Regions from separate parts of the Mus musculus genome. Here all the other regions are linked to region 3. Evidence: chromatin contacts called from public ChIA-PET and HiChIP or PLAC-seq data. All regions are on one chromosome and are shown on one strand. Each heading gives the region's core, a stretch centred on a gene start, on an enhancer-like site or on the middle of the called end of the contact. The rest is flanking DNA. Distances are from core to core; before and after follow the strand shown.

Region 1 (3,362 bases), core at 70-2,569, 350 kb before region 3:
GTGGTGGAGGGGTCTTCATGGCGGGGGCGGGGGGGGGGAGGCAGGGACGTGACAAGCTCAAGTTTGGCATTTTTAGCACAAAGGCTGAACGTTTAGAGTGTCTTGCTGGGAAAGCCTGGGGCTCTGGGAGAGGAGGATGCAGGAGCAGAGGGCCCCCTGCAAGGTAAACACTGGGAAGCGTGCAGGCAGAATGGGACATTCGGTGTGACAGTGGTGTCCTGCAGAAGCTGTGGAAGACAGTGAAGGAATACTGTGCCCAACACCCCATGACCTCCTCTCACTGGAACTCAGATCTGGGGACAGGGGACCAGACCAGTGCTATAAATACAACAGGGGGGAGGTGCTGGGGGCTCAGGTTACTAGGCCTCAGCTGTCCCCACCAAAGGGACTTGGCTGCAAACAGGTGTCACTGCCTTCTCTGCTGGTCAGTGTCACCCACCCCACACTTGTCAGTATATCCACCGTCTTTGAGTTTTTGTCCTTTATGAGTCAACCCCCCCCCCCCCATTATAGTCACTGTTCTGAGCTTCCGTGTTTCTTCTCAGGATTCTAACCTCTCCTCTCCTACTGTGTCTTCCCTGATCCTTCTCTTTGATTCTTCTCTCTCTCTCTTTCTGTGTGTGTGTGTCTGTCTGTCTGTTTCTCTGTGTGTGTCTGTCTGTCTCTGTGTGTGTGTGCCTGTCTCTCTGTGTGTCTGTCTGTCTCTGTGTGTGTGTCTGTGTTTGTCTCTGTCTCTCCTCTGTGTGTGTGTGTTTTCTCTCTCTCTGTCTCTCTCTTTCTCCCTGTATCTCTGTCTCTGTGTGTGTGTCTCTCTCTCTAGTTCTCTCTGTGTCTCTGTTCTCTCTGTCTCTCCTCTCTGAATCTGGGACTCTGTTGCTCTATCACTTTGTATTTCTATCTGTCTCTAACTATCTCTGGATATCTCATTCTTTTTCTGTATTGCTGTCTTCATATTCTCTCTCTCTCTCTCTCTCTCTCTCTCTCTCTCTCTCTCTCTCTCTCTCTCTCTGGGTCTCTGCCCCCTTTTCTTTCTCTGGGTCCCTCTCTTAGTTTCTGTCTCTCTCTCTCTGGGTCTTTCTCTCAGTCTCTGTCTCTCCGAATCTATGTTTGTCCCATGGCTGACATCTATCGTGTGCCCCACTCTGCTTCCTTCGTTCCTCCGCTTGCTCTGCCTTCCAACTCTCGGTCTTTCTTGTCCCCCAAACCGACCCCATCACTGGTTTGGCAGCAGAGTTTGTCCCTCCTCCGCAGCCGCCCTCTCCCCGCCTCCCGTGACGTGTCCCGGGACTCCCCGCCCCGGGCTGGGCTGCGAAGTTGCGGATCCGGTTTGGTCGGGCGGGTCGGCGGCTGGAGGAAATACACGGAGCCTCAGGGGCTGCGGCAGCAGCATGGTGGGGCCGGAGAAGGAGCAGGTATCGCACAGCGTGGGGCTGGGAGTGAGTGGGGTCCAGAGGCGGAGCCAGCTCCGGGGATCCGGGTCAGATGCTGCAGTGGCTGGACCAGGAGTTCCCAGACCGAGCTGCGTGGGTTCCTGGCTGAGCCCGAGGGAGGAGTTCCCAGTGTGTCCCGTGGGCGCGCGGGGTTGTCTTCGAATCCTGTGGGTCTGACTCGACTCCCTGCCCTGCCCTTCTTGTTCCGGTTCTCAGAGCTGGATCCCTAAGATCTTCAGGAAGAAGGTGTGCACGACGTTCATAGTGGACCTCTCCGATGATGCGGGGTGAGCAGTTCGGGGCTGCTGACCTGGCAGCGTAGGTTCGCGGGCCCTGCCCCACTGCAGACAGGCTCCGCCCCCATAGACTGGACTCGCCCCACTCAACGCAGACAAGGGTGCCCACCACAGACTGACCTTCACTGCCTACCGCAGGAGGTCTTGGTGCACAGACACACCCCACCCACCACAGAAGTCTCAGCTCAACACACTCAGACCCCGCCCACTAAGGACCTTCCCGCCTTCACTTGAGACAGACCCCTCCCCCTGCCCTTGTTTTGGGCCACCCTGCTTAGGGCACGCCCCGAATTCTTCATTCCCCTCTAGGTGGGGATCCATTCTGTGTCTTTGTGTCTCTGTCTCTTTGTGTCATTTGTCTCTGCTTCGGCTTTCTGTGTCATCCCGGCTCAGCGAGCATAGCCACACAGCCCTGCCAGCCTTACATAGCTCTGCAGCTTTGGGATAGTAATTCCCTTCTAGGGCTGCGCTTGTCACCTGGGCACAGAACAGCTCCTCCCTTCTGGGGCCGCTGTGCAAACTAAACAAGGTCACTCTGGGACATTTCTGGAACTCTGCCCATCACCTAATAACATCTAATAAACATCCGGGAATATCTGCAACTCCCATGAGAAGAAGAGGGCAATTGCCACTGCAAGCTGTGCTGTGCTGTAGGTGGCAGGGGACAGGAGCAAGCCCTATAGGCTTCTTGGCTGCATGCTTAGTCTCCCTAGCGGGGTCCAGCTTTAACTCAGTTCTCAGGGTAGACTTTTGGCCTTGGGGCAGTGACACCTGATTTCCTTAGTGTGACTTTATCAGGAGCCTGTTGTCCCACCAGTGTGGGACAGGAAAATGTTGTATAAATAAACAGAGATACTGGTTTACTGGTGGGTCTGGCAGAGGGTCACAGACAGCGTGACTAAAGTCAGTGGGACAAGATGGGAGCTGGTGGGCTACAGGTGTCATTGGAAAGATGGTGCAGTGTGGTGCTTTGAAGGTGGCTCTGGGCCTTGGAAGTGCTCGGTCGAAGTCCTCCCTAAGGACAGCCCAGCGTGGCTTGAAAGTAGAGCAGAGTTCAGGCTGTCAAGAGTGTTGTGAGTGGGAAGGTTGGTGGTAGACCTCATGGGCTCTCAGAGGCCATCCCGAGTGTGGTTTCCTGGGGCTGCGTGAGGGCGGGTAGGAATTCAGAAAGGTGAGAAGAGATTGGGACCATCACCAAGATGATGAGCCCAGGAGAAGAAGCAGGTTTGGAAGGGGATGCTGAGTGCCGGTCCTTCTGTGTACATGATGGGCCTTGGAGACGGGCAGGGGAGGATTGGGACCCTGCTGGTACTTAGCAGAAGAGTGAGATTCATACTGGGGTCTGAGGTCCCAGCTATAGGTGGAGATTGAATCCATGGAGGCAGGTGAGGAAAATACAAAGGCCCCCTGTCTCTCTCGCCTTCCTCTTCTTTCCTTCTTACACCTCTGGGCTTAGGGTGTAATTCAGGGGTAGCACACATACTTAGCATGTGTTGGGTTCCGTTCCCAGGACCAAAAACCCAAACCCAAGAAACCTGAGCACCAGAAAGCCACCAGGGGCTGTAGAGATGGTCCCGTGGTTAGTAACTCTGGCTGCTGTTATAGACAAGCACTCAGTGCCCAGCACTGCCCAGGC
Region 2 (2,973 bases), core at 435-2,934, 280 kb after region 3:
AGATGGTGATGCTGGGGGTCCCAGGAGTGCTATTAGGAGGGAAAGAACTGGGTGGGGGAGAAGGGGCGGCACCTTTCATTTCATAGTCTCTTAATGCTCCCTTTAGTTCCTTGATGGCATGTTCCCTGAAGCTCACCAGCTCTTCCAGCAGAGGAACGTCTGAGGAAGGAAGAGATGCTCTTCAGTGCAGGTCCTCATCAAACCTCCAGCCACTTACAGAATTGTCGGACTGGGCTACAGAGGTGGCTCAGTGCTTAAGAGCACTGGCTGCTCTTGTAAAGAACGTAGATTCAGTTTCCAGCTCCTACACGGTGGCTCACAAACACCTGGAACTCCAGTTCCAGGGGAATCTGATGCCCTCTTCTGACACCCACAGGTACTGCATGCACAAATGGCATATAATACATGCAGAAACAAACAAACAAACAAAAAAAACAAACCCCAAAACCCCAAAACACTTATACACATAAAATTTTAAGAATTTTTAAGTGCTCCAGATTTTAGAGGTTTTCATTTCGGTTCTTTGCAAAAATGACCTGACTGTCCAGAAAGAGTCTGAATTCTGGAAGGCTCCCAAGTGTTTGAGACTCAAAATGTGTGTGCAGACTTGTTTGTGCTTGAATAACGGCTGGTTCCCGTGAATCCTGGCACCTAGAGCTTTGAGGCTGGCTTTGAACTCTAACTAATTAGAGGGATTCAAAGTCATGGTCCTCTTGCCTCAGCTTCCTGAGTTACTAGGATGACAGGCCACGGGTTTACTCACTGGTGGAAGGTTATTACAAATGTTAGATTATTATATTTTTTTAAAAGACAGCTGTAGAGAGACAGAAAGAAAGGCTTGGTCCAACCTTAGATGGGACCGTGCTTATTCACCGCAAAGAAGTAGATGGCCAGAATGCCTCCAGAGGAAGAAGTCACCCCTTATCCCATTGAAATGATTGCTGTAGTCTGCAAAGAAAGCTGGGAAATGTAGTCTTTCAGCAAGACAATGCCAAAAACACCCCGTTTATAAAAATCACAGTGTTTGAGAAACACAAGAAGACAGAAGTGTGTGGCTGGCCACACCTAGTGATGGGCATTATAGAGATGGGAGTGTCCCGCATACATCGTCAACTCTGTGTGACTTTGGACAGGTCACCTGACTTCTTTGAACCTCAGCTTTTCTCCCTCTCAACCCTTTCTCAAAATTCTGCCTAGCTGTCACAGCAAAGGACACATGCCCGCCCAGAGGAGAAGCTCGGATGCAGAAAGGAAGGCCAGGGGGTGGCTCAAGGGTCTCCCACCTGTCTTAGAGTTAGCCTTTATATACTGGGCTTGGTTCTTGAAGGATGTCGCCACTTTTTCCAGTTGATCCACGACTGCAGACCAGAAGGGAGGCCCTGTCAGGTCAGAAGGCCCACAGCTCCCCGGGCCTCTTCCCTACGCACCCAAGTACACACCCACTTTCCCCACGAAAGCGTTCATTGCATAGTCCCTGAAGAAAGGCCCCTCCATGCTCAACAGCAGGGCCTGCGCGCGCGCCTGCAGCCCTTCCAGATGGAAGCGCTTGGTGACGATGGCATCACGCAACTGCCTGAGCTCCAGTAGCACTGACTGGTCGCACTGCAGGCAGCCCCATGCCCCGGGGCCGCCCAGGCCACACAAAAGCACCAGGGCCAAGGCCAAAGGCATGGTGGGGACTTTGTGACCTCACAGGGGCGACCTCAGAACACTCCGAGTGTAGCTCTGGAATCCAGGTAGTTAACATATTTATTGAACACCTGTTGGGTGCTGTTCTAACCCCCATCCCCCACCCCCACCCCCTCCACCCCCACCCTGCCCTCCTCCAACCCCTAAAGCCTGGCTGAGAAAGACTGAAGTGTCCTGCCTTACTGTAGGCTAAATTTACTAATTCAACAGACTTTCTTGCTTTCCTTCTTCCTCACGTTTCTTTCTTTTTTCCTCTTTCTCTCTTACAACATCTTACTAATTTTCGAAGCCAGGTACGTCTTTAATCCCAGCACTCTGGAGGCAGAGACAGGCAGATCTCTGTTAGTTCTAGGCCAGCCTGGTCTATATTGAAAGGAAATAAAACTTGAGACCTGTGATTCATGTAATGTATGTCAAATAGCCCAAAGAGTTGTTTGTGAGCTTTGAAACCTGGGGCTGAGAACATAGCAGAACAGACCAGGACATGCCGGGACAGGCCCGTCCCCTCCCTATCTCCCACCCCTCTGACCTAAGTTAAATGTTAACAGGCTGCTGATGTTTAAATGGACCAATCATGTGAAACCGTGCCAATTCCTCCCCCAGCCCCACTCCTTTTCTATAAAAACCCCTAGCTTCCAAGCCTCGTGGTCGAATCCACTGTCTCCTGTGTGAGATACGTTTCGACCCGACGCTCCGCCATTAAAATACCTCGTGTTGTTACATCAAGGTGTTGTGTTCTGTTGGTGATTCTTGGGTGCACACAGAATCGGGAGTTGAGTGGGGGTTTCCCCACTAGGTTCTTTCAATATTAGTGAATGCTAGGACAGCCAGAGCTACATAATAAGACCTTGTCTTGGAATAGGTTTTTTTTTTTTTTTTTTTTTTGAGACAGGGTTTCTCTGTATAGCCCTGGCTGTCCTGGAACTCACTCTGTAGACCAGACTGGCCTCGAACTCAGAAATCTGCCTGTCTCCCGAGTGCTGGGATTAAAGGCGTGCGCCACCATGACTGGAAGAATAGTTTTTTAAAAAAATAATTTTTGAGAATTTCACAGACACATACAATGCATTTTGATCCTATTCATCGCCCCAAATACTCCCAGGTCCACACCCGGTTTCTCTTTCTCTTCTTCCTTTCTCCAGCCCTCCCTCTCCCTATTTCTCTTCTAAGAGTGTGTCACACAGCCCAGGCTGGCCTTGAACTTTATATTTATCGAAGGATGACATTGAACTCCCAATCCTCCGGTCTCAACCTCCTGATAGTGGTGATTATCTAATTGTAAGT
Region 3 (2,902 bases), core at 357-2,856:
AAAAAGGCTGGAGAGATGGCTTAGCCATTTAGAGCACTGACTGCGCTTCCAGAGGTCCTTAGTTCAAATCCCAGGAACGATATGGTGGCTCACAACCATCTATAATAAAGGGATCCAATGCTCACTTCTGCTGTGTCTGAAGACAGCTGTTGTACTCACATAAAATAAATCTTAGAGGAAAAAAAAATCATACTGAACTGGGCGTGGGAAGCATGCCTTTTGGGAAGGCAGAAGCAGGCGGATCTATGAGTAAGAGGACAGCCAAGGATACACAGAGAAACACTATCGAGGAAAAACGGGAAAAAAAGGGGGACCATATTGGCTGGGCAAGATTTTCATAGGCCTTAAATCTCAGCACTTGGGAGACAAAAACAGGTTGATCTCCACGGCGAGTTCCAGGCCCAAGGCACAGTGAGAATCAGTCAAACAAAAGATCTACCAGATTGTAAGTGTTGGTCTGCAGCAGAGGGTAAAGGTGCTTGCCGCTAAGCCTGACGACTTGTGTTCAATTCCCTACACTCACATCGTGGGAGAAAGGACTCCTGTTCATTGCTTTGTGACCTCCATACGTGCAAGGCACACACGAATGCATGCTCACACTATACAAAGTAAGTGTTAGGCGTTGGAAGGAAACAGGTCAGATGTGCTCGCGTACCTTATGCGGAAGCTCCCACTGGAGGGCTCATACGGGAGTTTAAAGGATCTTATGTTTGGACCATAGACTGGTGGGACTGAAGGCAAAGGGAAGGTTCACGAATCCAGCAACTGACATCCATCCTCAGGGAAGGAGTAACTTTCTGCAGATTCAGGGAAATTTCCTGGAAGAGGTGGCGTCCGAATTGCCGGTGATTGACGTGTAGGAGTTGGTCAGACAAAGGACGCTGGGTGTTTCCCGCAGAGGACCTGGAGGCCACGAGGAGGCCACAGGTGTTCAGAACTTGGCGCCTTCCAGCACAGGGGTGGGAAGCTCACAGCGAATCATGGCTGGTTTCGGAATCACAGACTAGAATGCGCCCTCATCCACGTCTCAGGAATTGGGGTTTTCCCTATAACTTAACGCGCCCACGCTCCCCAGTTCCTCCAGAAAACATCCAAGACCGGGGTAGGGGGTATGGGGGAGAGGAATCCACAGAATGGTGATGATTGACATTCCTAAGAGCCAGTTGCTGCTGCCCAAAGCTCTGCCTGCTTCCTTATGGGCCAATGGCCCCTCTTCTTCTAGGCCTGTCGCTTAAACAGGGTGGCGTTAGAGCCGCGAACGTCACCTTTGGCTCAGCCAATATCAACGAGGGAGGAGGGGATTAGCTTAATGATAGACAAGTCAGTTTCTAGACGTCCGCTTAGCGCGGAGCCCGCCGGGAAGCTCCAGGGCGGAGCTGGCCAGAAAGGGGCGGGAAGATCTGGTGAATTTTACCCAATCGTCACACGTGCTGGGTGAGACAGACAGGCAGTTGTTCTCTTCCTAGCGGACAGGAGGGGGCGGGCCTTTAAACGCTAGGGGGGCGGGCACTTTATGTTTGATAGGCGTGTCTGTCATCCAATTGAAATATGAAGCTCTCAGATGGACGGCTTTACAGACCAATGAGAACTTATGGCGGGGTATCGGGGGCTGGGCTGAGGACCCTCTGGTAAAAGGCGGTCCCCGGTCGAGCCGGGGGGAGAAAAGAGAGAGGGGGGGGTCTCGGAGGCCGGAGGACTCGGGTGAAGATGGCGGCAGCCGAGGCCGCGAACTGCATCATGGAGGTGAGTAGCTGGGCTCTTTAGGCCCGGGGGCGGCGCGAGACGGGTGGCCCACGGCCTGAACTGTGGGGACGGGGCCTTTTGATGTGCCTGGCTTCGCGTTGGTCCGCATCGGGGGATGTGTTCGATCGTGACGGGAGAGATCTCGGCTTTCGGTGCTTTGGGACCCGCAGCCGAGCCGAGGACTGTCGCACGTGGTCGCGGGCCGGGGGCGCTTCCAGCCGGGCCGCACGTGGTCTCGCAGAGTAGCGTGGGGAGGGGGGTGTGCCGCCTCGAGGGGCCCCGTGGGCTCCACGTGCAGGACAAAGGCCCCGCCCCCAGCCCGATGACCTGGGCTGCACTCAAGGGGTCCAGGGGTTGCCACCCGCTCTCCCTGGCTCGGCTGTGGATGTCCATGCAGCCCGGGCTCTTTGCACCCGCGTGGGGCCTGAGAACATCAGTCCCCAGCCTCCCTTTCCCCAACTCTGTGTTAGCCTTGTGCAGCGGGGGGGGGGGGGGGGGGGGATGGGCATAGCCCTGTGACCTCTCTTTAAGGAGATGGTGGGGAATCTCATCCGAGGAGATCCGGATCCGTCGCCGGGCACCCCCTCGTGGTCACTATGGGCGTGTGAGAGGGGCGTCTTTTTTCATGGGGCGTGGCCCAAGCCCACCCCTTCATGGGAGGGCCCTCGGGTGGATGGATAGTCAGAGGTCAGTGGTGGGGGATAAAGGAGTTCGGATGGCCATGGGCCTTAACCTCCACAGAGCTCCATTTTTACCAACTTGAATGTGGCAAGGGACCCCTTTTTGAACATTTCCGCCTTTTTGCCTAATTTCCCCCCAAAACAGAATGAAATTCTAGCATCTGCCTTGCTTACCTGCTTATCGTTGATTGTTCGATCCTAAGCTGTATTCCTCAGTCTACTTTTTACTTAGTTTAATTAAACAAATGTGCCTGAGCCTGGCGGTGGTGGCGCACGCCTTTGATCCCAGCACTTGGGAGGCAGAGGCAGGCAGATTTCTGAGTTGAAGGACAGCCTGGTCTACAGAGTGAGTTCCAGGACAGCCAGGGCTACACAGAGAAACCCTGCCTCAAAAAAAAAAATGTGCTTGGCCTTGAACTCACCCTGTAGCTGAGTATGGCCTTGAACTTGCCATTTTCTTTTGACTTCTGAGTAGCTCA
Region 4 (3,335 bases), core at 432-2,931, 410 kb before region 3:
GGTTAGCCTGAGCTGCTCTATGGGCAGTGCACTCTAAAGTTTTGTGTGTGTGTGTGTGTGTGTGGTTTTTCGAAACAGGGTTTCTCCATGTAGCCCTGGCTGTCCTGGAACTACTCTGTAGACCAGGATGACCTCAAACTCAGAAATCCTCCTGCCGTTGCCTCCCAAGTGCTGGGATTAAAGGCCTGCGCCACCACTGCCCAGCTTTACTTTAAAAATTTATGTATGTATGTATGTATGTATGTATGTATGTGTATGAGCGCTCTACATGCCTGTATGCCTCCATAACAGAGAGCATAAAACAGAATAGGGCATTAGATCCCATTATAGATAGTTGTGAGCTATCATGTGGTTGCTGGAAATCAAATTCAGGACCGTGGGAGGGAGCAGCCAGTTGCCCTTAACTGCTGAGTCATCTCTCCAGATCCTTCATTGTCTCCAATGAAGAAGAAAGAAACAAAAGAAAGAAGGAAGAAGGAGAAAGAAGAGAAAATGAAAAAGAAAAAGCCTGGAATTGTGTGCTCTATGCCTTTGATCCCAGCACTCTGGAGGCAGAGGTCAGTGGGTTCAAGGTCAGCCTGGTGTACAGAAAACAGGAAATATATATGTGTGTGTGTATATATATATATATACACACACACATATACACACACACACATATATATAAAAAGATAAAATATACATACTGATACAAAATGCAAAGACATCTTTGGCTATGGTGAAACTTTGTCTGAAAAAAAGTAAAGATAAAAACAACAGAACACATTAAAAAGGAAAAGTAGGGGTTGGGGATTTAGCTCAGTGGTAGAGCAAGGCCCTGGGTTTGGTCCTCAGCTCTGAGAAAGAAAAAAATAAAAGACAAAATAAAAAGGAAAAATAATACAAAACAGATTTATCTTTTTCTCTCAACAATATGAGCTCCAGGAAGAAGAGATGACTTTTTTTTAAAGATTTATTCATTTATTATATGTAAGTACACTGTAGCTGTCCTCAGATACTCCAGAAGAGGGCATCAGATTTCGTTATGGATGGTTGTGAGCCACCATGTGGTTGCTGGCATTTGAACTCGGGACCTTCGGAAGAGCAGTCGGCGCTCTTAACCACTGAGCCAAAGAGATGACTATTTTATCATGAGCCAAACGGTGGCTAGCACATACAAAAATTTTGGGAAAGAGTTCTCTCTCTCTCTCTCTTTTTCCTCCCTGTGACAGGGTTTCTCTTTATAGCCCTGGCTGTCCGGGAACTCACTCTGTAGACCAGGCTGGCCTCGAACTCAGAAATCCGCCTGCCTCTGCCTCCTAAGTGCTGGGATAAAAGGCGTGCACAACCGCTACCCGGGCAAGAGTTTCCTGTCAAATCCAACGTAAACGCAAAGACCCTGTTCATGCAGGCACTTTTTGACAGGCTGCGGAAGGATATGCGACGTGGTGCATCACTTAGACGCATGCGCACAAGGTCCGGGAAGTGTAAGGAGAAAGGGCGGACCTTCCATAAGTGTCTCGCGGTCATAGGCGGTTAGCTAGAGCGCGAGGCTGAGACCGACCTAGGTCCGATCACGCATGCGCAGTACGACAGCCGGGCCGCGGATGTTTAGCCATTTCAGAATGAGTACAGTTTTGGCGCATGCGCAGTGCCCCTGGTAAGGCCTGGACTGCTGTGAGGGTGTCGTTTGACTCGTACGGCGCATGCGCATTGCGAAAGGCGGAGGGATTCGAGTCGTCTCCACTCCCAGTTCTGGTCGCGAGCTGAGGCCGCGCGGGTTGTGAGGAGAGGTCTGGTTTGCGCGCGCTGCGCGGACCACCGAAGCTACCTGACGCGGGCGCCGCCGAAGTGGAAGTCGGAGCGGGAGTTTTTGTTTGTGAAGGGCGGCCGCGAGGCCTGAGGCTAACGTCAGGCTGAGGAGAGCGCCGCGCGGTGAGTGAGTGGGTGAATGAGAGGCCTTAACGGGGAGTGGGGCCGCTACCCACAAGCCCTTGCGGGGTTCCCGAACCCTTTCCCCGCTGCTGTGGCCCGTTTCCCGGGTTAGTGCCTTTGACTTCTCCCTCTGCGTCCCCCATCCTTTACCCAGAGTTCTCTGGGCACTCCAGCCTTCTTTCCCTCAGGATCCCCCTCCCCCAATCTCCTGCGGTCCCCTACCCACAGGCCCTTGCGGTTTGTGTGTTGCCTTTTTTTCTCGCCTTTTTTTTTTTTTTTTTTTTTGGTCGCATCCTGGACCTCTACCCATAATTCCTTTCGTCTCTCGGCTCCTAGATATTTTACGCAGAGGCCCCTGGCTTCCTGGATATTATCCTTATGGCCTCCCTTGAAATCCCTACTTCATAATCTTAAAGGTATGAAGCGAGCAACCTCTAGAGCGCGAGGCTTCGACCTGGGTCCCACACCTCCTACTCCTTTTCCCCTTTGTTTTCTGTTACCAGCCTTAAGTTTTTCAGCTCTTACCAAGAGCTTTTCTTCAAGCAGATGTTGGTCACTCCCTTGACCAGGATAGCAGCATCCGTCTCCAAATCTCACACCTGTTTGTTTGTTTGTTTGTTTGTTTTGGGTGAAGGGGGCCTAAAAGAAAGCAGTGCTAAGTAAAGTATGCTAACATAACGTTTCTGGTCTTAGATTTGGCAAGATGACACAGTTTCTGCCTCCCAACCTTCTGGCCCTTTTTGCACCCCGAGATCCCATCCCATACCTGCCACCCCTGGAAAAGCTGCCACATGAAAAACACCATAACCAACCTTACTGTGGCATTGCACCATACATCCGAGAGTTTGAGGTGAGCATGTTGGGAGGGAGGGTTTAGCTCTGGATGGGGCAGGCTACCCTGAGGCATTCGGCTTCAAAACAGTTTTAGTTGTGTGGTTCACACATGTGGCTTTTACGTTTTCTGATCATGTTTTGTGCTTTTGTGTGCATTTTAATTTTTTTAATTATACTTTTGTATATGTGGGTGTATGTGCAAATCTGTGAATGTCGGAGGACAGCTTGAAAGAGGCCATTCTCTCCATCTTGTGGGTCCAAGAGATGAAGCCTAGGTTGTCAGGCGTGGCTGCAAGAGCCTTAGCCTGCAGAACCATAGTGCTAACCTCTTTTCGTTGAGTTTTGAGATACGGTTTTGCTGTGTAGCTTAGATCTTATGGCAGTCCTTTCTCAGTCATGTAAATGCTGCATGTAATGGGTGTGTGCTTCCAGGAGCGGCTCATTTCCTTGTAGGGTTAAGAATATCTTTTGTATGGATGTGGTAGTCCCTAGCCCAAGTGATTGGCCAAATTGGTTACATTGGCAATTGTGTCTCCACCCTGACTCCTAAGTCCCCAGACAGGGTTTCTCTGTGTAGCCCTGGCTGT
Region 5 (3,014 bases), core at 22-2,521, 400 kb after region 3:
AAATGGCTTTGGAGTGTTCAAGGGACAGTGGGAGAAGTTTTGAAGAGGCTGAGGCCATTCTGGGGACCTGCCAAAGGTCTCAGAAGGTGTGTGAGAAAGGTGGGGTAGGACTGTCAGGGAAATCCAGCTAGGAAGCTGTTCCCCAGGATCTATGATGACTAGGAGCAGCAGCGAGTTGGGGTTTAGAAGGTCCCAGGGACGCTTAAGTTTTCGGGAGGTGTCCTTGGAAGGGTGGTCTAAAGAGAGGGGTGTGTTTGCAGGGGTGCAGGGAACTCCAGCTGCAAGGAGGAAGGGCTTCCAGAGAACTGGAGGGCTCAAGAGGAGGAGGGACACTGGGATGGAGTGCTCCGGAAACAGAGCGGTTGGGATAATTAGGAGTGCTCGGAGAGCGCGCTCACCCTGGCAGCCCGCGACGAGTAGGGGTCCTCAAAAAGCGCCCACACACGGGGCTGCCAGCGCCGCCACCAGGTGCCGCCCGCGCCGCCCGCGCCCCCGGCAGGTCCTCCGGCACCTCCGCCCGCGTCCTGAAAACACAGACGCTTGAGCTCGCCGCCTGCCCCGTCCAGGCCGCCGCCTCCTGCGCCCGCCTCGTCGTCCAGTCCCGCATCGTGCGCGCCTCCGGCGTTGGCGTTGGCGTTGGCCGAGGAGTCCGGGGCCTCGAAAGAGTCCAGTGCCTCCTCAGCGTCACGGTGCTGGCGATAGGTCATCCAGCAGCAGGCCTCCACGTCCGTCTCGTCTATGCCCCAGAAGCCCAGCTCCTCCTCGAAGAGCGGCCCGCACACGTCGGCCGGGCAGTGCAGTTTGCCGGTGCGGTAGTAGTTGAGCACGTAGGCGAAGACGCCCGGGTGACGGTCGAAGAAGAACTCGTCCGTGCCCGGGTCGTAGTCAAAGCGCGCGGCCGCCTCGGGCTCGGTCAGCCCGGCCAGTCTGGTCCCTGGCAGGGTGCGCAACGTGGAGCGGTACGTCTCATGGCGCACGCCGCCCACGTTGATCACGATCTTACCGCTGTCGCCGCCGCCGCCGCCGTGCCGCCCCATGGCCACCGCCGGCAGCCCGGGGCATGGCTCGGCACGCCGGCCCCCAGGCCCGCAGGAAAGCGGGGCACCCGCCGGGGAGGCGGCAGTGCCGGGCTGAGAGCACTGCTGCTGCTGCGGCGGCGGCAGAGGCGGCGGTGAGGACTCAGGCGGCTGCGGCGTTGGCACCGGCTGAGGCTGCTGCTTGCCGGTCCCCTGGCGCCCGCGGAACGACCAGACGCACACTGAACTGAGCATTGGACAGGGAGGCGGGGCTGGGAGGGGGCAGGGTCTCGGGGGCGGGGCCCGGGTAGAGAGGCAGACGTGATTGGACAGGAGGAGGCGATGAATGGATGGGAGGGTGTGATTGGGCAGGTGGAGGGAGGGCACGAGCTGATTGGGCTGAGCGACTGGGCGGGGCCACGGCTAGGCAGACTCCGACCCAGCCTAGCTAGAGGAGGTGGGGTTGCACAGAAAGCTCAGGGATTGGATCCTACCTAGGAGAGGGCGGGGCGTCAAGGGGACCCTAAAAATGCCTAACTCAGCAGCACAGCGAAAATGGAGACCTCAGAGCCAGGTATGGGAAAGAGCCAGGTACCGTGAAGGAAGGGGGATCAGGCGTTCAAGGTCATGCTACAAAGTGAGATAGAGGCCAGCCTGGGCTGCATGAGACTCTGCCTCGAAAAAAAAAGGCCTATCAATTCTGGTGGGGGTAGGGGTGAGGAACGGGTTGGGGGGTGGTGGGTGGGGGGAAAGAAGTCACAACAAGAGAAGCTGACAAAAAGAAAACAAATTGCCTAGAGCCCGGGCAGGCGGGACCTGCACTGAAAAGGCAAATGAACGGGAAAGTAGGAGTAATTGGATGCAGCGAGCCCAAGAGATTATTAACAATCCTTATTGGGCCGCGACAATGAGGGGGGAGGGTCTCAACTGGGGTGAGGGCGGTACAAGGGAACTAGAGGTGGAGTTGGAACTTGATTAAATAAAAAAACTCACAGGAGACAGTCGAAGCGGAAGATACTGGGACGCTATGGTAAAGGAAGGAAGGCGAGGCCTGGGAGCCTCTGGATGAAAGCTGGGGAGGGGCGGAGGCTGCAAGTTGTGGAGTTGAGGGAGGTCTTAGGTTCGCTGTCCTCCTGCTTCAACATTAGCATCCCAAGTAGCTGAGATGACAGATGAGCACCACCATGTCCAACTGGATGTTGCAAATTTGGACTTCGTTAGACGGGGTTAGACCTGGGCGAAGAGGATCCGGACGAATGGGAGACACAGGCAGATGGACAGGGTCTATATCTTATATGAAACACCTTCAATAGTCCAGAGGAAGATGCGACTAGTAAGTGGATGGCAAAGTGGGGCGCTAAAAATGAGCATTTAGAGAGCCAGAAGCCTCCAGGCTGGTGGGATGGAGTTCTGGAAATGAGATGCCTGTTAGGGGAAGGACACTCATTGCTGGGCACGGGGCTGGGGGTGGGCTGGAATAGAGAGATTCATTGGTAGAGACCCCGGAGGATGGTCCACTACGTCTTAGGGAAGGGGCAAAAGTTGCCAGCTGGTGGAAGAAAGGGGATGAAGCGTAGACAACAAAGAGTGCAGACAGAAGGGCCAAGAGATGGGTAAAGGAGTGGGGACCAGGCATGCAGGAAAGAGCGCCACCGGGAGCACGGACAACAGCCTCTCAGCCACGAGGTCAGACGGGACCATTGGGAAGGGGCGGGGTTATGGAGGGAAAAGTGAGAAGCCAGAGGAAAGACCTCACACCTCCGAGCGGGTAGGCCCCGCCCTCTGGGCGGTCTTAGGCGCAGGGCCGGCAGTGCGCGAGTGCAGTGGCTGCGGCGGGGGCTGCAGCGGGAGGAGGCGCCTGCGGGAACGAAGAGGGCGGGTCACGGGCTGCGGCGGTCGCTGGCTCCTCGCCTTCCTCTGCAGGCTTTACGCGGGTTCGTATTCCCGTCTCCAGACCCGTTCCCGCTAATGTGTGTTTGTCACCTTTCTCCGCTGTCT
Region 6 (3,046 bases), core at 58-2,557, 500 kb before region 3:
CCGTACGAGCTGCTTGGGAAGCTGAGGCAGGAGGATTGCTATCTTAAGCACGTGTACCTGTGGCGCCTGTGACAGGGAACGGTCTTTCCTGGCAAAGGCTTACGTGAAGATGGGAGGAGAAGGTGACCTCAGCCCTGGCTTCCCTCGCTCCAGTGCTGAAAGTCCCTGTTGCCTCGCCGCCACTTAGTTCAATCAGTTAAGCACAATAACTGATTAGCCTCCTATGCCTTACTAAATAGGAGACTTGTGAACACCTGGGCACAGTCAGTCAGTGTTCAGTGGATCAGACGAGAGAGAATGAAACTGGGCTGTAAGTGAAGAGGAGCTATTATCAGTAAGGTGCACATTCTTTCCCCTCTCGACGGCAAGTGAGATAAATCAAGTTCCATCATTAAAGAGACTTGTAAAGACATAATCTGGGGGGTGGAGAGAGGGCTCAGGTTAAGAGCATCTACTGTTCTTCCCAGCATCTATATAATGAACGGCTCACAGCCACCTGCAACTCTGGTTCCAAGGAATCCTCCTCCTCCATATTTTCTTTTTCTTCCTTCCTTCCTTCCTAATTTATTTTATGCGTTGAAGAGTTTTGTCTGTATGCATGCATGCCCACCATGTGCATGCCTGGTGCCCTCAGAGGACAGAAGGCGGCACTGGATATCCTGGAAGATGGTTTCGAGCTGCCAAGTGGACAGAACTTGGGTCCTCTCCAGAAGTAAAACGTTTGCTTTGTCAGAAATACTTTGGATCCTGTGGTCATTTTCTTGAGACCACAGACTATTTTATTTTATTTTATTTTATTGGCTTTTTTTTCGAGATAGGGTTTCTCTGTGTAGCCCTGGCAGTCCTGGAACTCACTCTGTAGACCAGGCTGGCCTCGAACTCAGAAATTCGCCGGCTTCTGCCTCCAGAGTGCTGGGATCAAAGGCGTGCGCCACCACGCCCGGGCCCCACAGACTAATTGATAACAATAGCAAATCCCCATCTCAAAATAAAAAGTAAAAAGGCAACTTGAAAGACAGGCACGGTGGTGTATGCCTGTATTGCTGCACTCAAGGAGCTGAGGCAGGAGGATTGCCTTGAGTTTATGGTCAGCAAGCAGCCTTGGCTATATATATATATTGTGAATTGCAGGCCAGCTTGGGCAAGAGTTAGGCACTGAGAAGAAGGAGAAGGAGAAGGAGGGAGGGAGAAGGGCGGGCGCAGGGAGGAGGGGAAGGAGGAGACGGGTGGAGAGATTGCGGTTTCACGTCCTGAGGTCGTGTCCTGAGGGTCAAAGGGAAGCGGGCGGCTTGCAGCGCGGGGTGGCGTTGGCCCCGCCTCCGGCCCCCGCAGGCAGAAGACGTGCAAAATGGCGCTGCGCTGGGGCATCGTGTCGGCTGGCTTAATTGCCAACGACTTTACCACCGTGCTGAGCTCACTGCCTTCCTCGGAGCACCAGGTGCACGTCCCTTGGAAGACACTGGGTCCGAGGGAGGAGTGGAGCCGAGGGTCTAAGAAAGAGTCCCTAGTCCGAGGAACGAGGGAGCCCCGAGTGTGAGGGAGGAGAGTCCCTAGGTCTAAGGCAGTGACTCTGAGAAGAGAAGGGGACCCTTCTGGTCCCCAAGGCCATAAGAGATTTGTTTTCAGCTCACACCTCCTATGCGCCCCAGTCTGAGGGGCTCGCGGTTTGCAGGGGGTAGGTATCAGCTGCTGGGAGGCGAAGCCATGGGGCAGTCGGGGAGGATCCTGGGCTTGCTTACAGACTCCCCTTTCCTCTCTATTCAGTCTTGCCATGTACCAAGCACAGCCTAAGTCTGCCCCCCCCCCCAATCTGCTTCCCCTCCCCACCAGTAATACCTTCCCTAGCCATCTTGGAGGAGGCTAGATGCTCCCCACTGCAGCCTCCTCCATAGCTCGTCTACTTTGTCTTCCACATCTCAACCCTTTGAATCCCACGCTAGGTGGTAGCGGTAGCTGCGAGGGACCTGAACCGGGCCGAGGAGTTCGCACAGAAATTCAACATCCCCAAGGCCTATGGCTCTTATGAGGAACTGGCCAAGGACCCAAACGTGGGTGAGTGGCCTGGACCAGGGAGGTGGGGGCAGAGCTAGGCACTGCTTCTTGCCTACAGATGCACTGGGCTGCAGGGGTGGTCTTTGGAAAGGCTCAGGCTCGGCCTGGTTAGGAGACAGTTAATAGGCTTACACGTGACCCGAGACTGGCTGAACAATATTAATCTGTGCTTAGCCAAGGCTAAGTTTTAAGTTTCTCCCAAGGCTAGAAAATCTGGTAAGAATTTATTTACTTGTTTATTTTGCGATACTGGATATGGAACCCAAGGCCTCTCACACATTAGGCAAAAGCTCCGCCGAGCTGAATCCCACACTTTTATTTTATTTTGAGAGACGGTCTCACTCACTGTATAGCCCTGGCTGGCCTGAAACTTTATTATGTAGACCAGGCTGGCTTCAGATTCTCAGAGATCCACCTGCCTTGGCTTCCAGTTTGTAAGCACTGGGATTAAAGGTGTAGGCAAGCATGCTTGGCCACTTGGGCTTTTGAGATAGACCTCACACATAGCCTCCAATTGGCTGTCCTCCTGCCTCAGCCTCCCAAAAGTGTAACTGTCTTTTGCTACTTTGTGGGTTCTTCCACCCTTTCAACCCCCTAACACTACATAAGAAGAAAAGAGAGGGAAGAAAGGAGACCCCTGAGTAAAGCCAGGGGTCAGAAAGGGAGTTTGGGGGGATGTTAATCGGAGACTGCTGATTATGGGCAAGTTTGATCTTCCCTGTCAGAATATCTAATTTCTCCTTGTTTCTTCTTTGTACATAACTCCTTCACAAGCCCTGACCAACAATCCACCTCTGGGACTCTAGCATTTATAGACCTCTGAAAAGTCGCCAGAATTCCAAAAGTCACACAATCGCAGAAACTCTCTGCAGCTGGCCAAACCACACCTCTGCTAGGGCACAAGGCAAATCATAGTCAGCTGCTGTGGACAGTCCATATCCCACAGCTGGGACTGAAACGAAAACATATTCTTATGTTTCTGTTTTTTTTTTAA

Evidence for each region. ChIA-PET counts read pairs in DNA pulled down with a chosen protein or histone mark. HiChIP or PLAC-seq counts read pairs in DNA pulled down with a chosen protein or histone mark.
Region 1: a contact with region 3 is called in a FOXA1 HiChIP or PLAC-seq map of pancreatic cancer cells. The contact joins the promoter of Trpm4 here to the promoter of Prmt1 in region 3. A contact is called at or near these places in 4 of 39 promoter capture datasets (hippocampal neurons, liver, maxillary cranial neural crest and 1 more), 1 of 484 Hi-C or Micro-C datasets (embryonic stem cells), 2 of 115 datasets of contacts at active chromatin or transcription factors (memory CD8 T cells and pancreatic cancer cells) and 1 of 9 other capture datasets (liver).
Region 2: a contact with region 3 is called in an H3K27ac HiChIP or PLAC-seq map of embryonic stem cells, with 22 read pairs. The contact joins the promoter of Izumo2 here to the promoter of Prmt1 in region 3. A contact is called at or near these places in 3 of 39 promoter capture datasets (embryonic stem cells, pre-B cells and stem cell-derived epiblast-like cells) and 6 of 115 datasets of contacts at active chromatin or transcription factors (double positive thymocytes, embryonic stem cells and pancreatic cancer cells).
Region 4: a contact with region 3 is called in an RNA polymerase II ChIA-PET map of memory CD8 T cells, with 86 read pairs. The contact joins the promoter of Snrnp70 here to the promoter of Prmt1 in region 3. A contact is called at or near these places in 5 of 39 promoter capture datasets (cranial neural crest, embryonic stem cells, hippocampal neurons and 2 more), 1 of 484 Hi-C or Micro-C datasets (CD4 T cells), 8 of 115 datasets of contacts at active chromatin or transcription factors (the SCID.adh cell line, double positive thymocytes, effector CD8 T cells and 5 more) and 3 of 9 other capture datasets (adipose tissue, liver and pancreatic islet).
Region 5: an HNF4G HiChIP or PLAC-seq map of pancreatic cancer cells shows a contact between it and region 3. The contact joins the promoter of Kcnc3 here to the promoter of Prmt1 in region 3. A contact is called at or near these places in 1 of 484 Hi-C or Micro-C datasets (embryonic stem cells), 4 of 115 datasets of contacts at active chromatin or transcription factors (bone marrow-derived macrophages, embryonic stem cells and pancreatic cancer cells) and 1 of 9 other capture datasets (liver).
Region 6: an H3K4me3 HiChIP or PLAC-seq map of bone marrow-derived macrophages shows a contact between it and region 3, with 4 times the contacts expected there. The contact joins the promoter of Dhdh here to the promoter of Prmt1 in region 3. A contact is called at or near these places in 4 of 39 promoter capture datasets (liver, neural stem cells and pre-B cells), 2 of 115 datasets of contacts at active chromatin or transcription factors (bone marrow-derived macrophages and memory CD8 T cells) and 2 of 9 other capture datasets (adipose tissue and liver).

Annotation. Positions count from the first base shown.
Region 1 is chr7:45,331,737-45,335,098 of GRCm38.p6, reverse strand. It overlaps Trpm4 (transient receptor potential cation channel, subfamily M, member 4), which reads left to right and starts at 1,319. Exons shown (of 25, transcript NM_175130.4): 1 at 1,319-1,412; 2 at 1,647-1,717. The coding sequence starts at 1,389.
Region 2 is chr7:44,707,441-44,710,413 of GRCm38.p6, reverse strand. It overlaps Izumo2 (IZUMO family member 2), which reads right to left and starts at 1,684. Exons shown (of 7, transcript NM_001368390.1): 1 at 1,440-1,684; 2 at 1,284-1,358; 3 at 73-159. The coding sequence starts at 1,671.
Region 3 is chr7:44,985,124-44,988,025 of GRCm38.p6, reverse strand. Prmt1 (protein arginine N-methyltransferase 1) reads left to right here and starts at 1,606. Exons shown (of 10, transcript NM_001252476.1): 1 at 1,606-1,743. The coding sequence starts at 1,708. Gm15545 (predicted gene 15545) reads right to left here and starts at 1,126. Exons shown (of 2, transcript NR_045266.1): 1 at 656-1,126.
Region 4 is chr7:45,394,088-45,397,422 of GRCm38.p6, reverse strand. It overlaps Snrnp70 (small nuclear ribonucleoprotein 70 (U1)), which reads left to right and starts at 1,681. Exons shown (of 10, transcript NM_009224.5): 1 at 1,681-1,914; 2 at 2,608-2,764. The coding sequence starts at 2,618.
Region 5 is chr7:44,589,143-44,592,156 of GRCm38.p6, reverse strand. Kcnc3 (potassium voltage gated channel, Shaw-related subfamily, member 3) reads right to left here and starts at 1,271. Exons shown (of 4, transcript NM_008422.2): 1 at 399-1,271. The coding sequence starts at 1,271.
Region 6 is chr7:45,487,066-45,490,111 of GRCm38.p6, reverse strand. It overlaps Dhdh (dihydrodiol dehydrogenase (dimeric)), which reads left to right and starts at 1,307. Exons shown (of 7, transcript NM_027903.4): 1 at 1,307-1,438; 2 at 1,941-2,052. The coding sequence starts at 1,349. It also overlaps a transcript of Tulp2 not described here.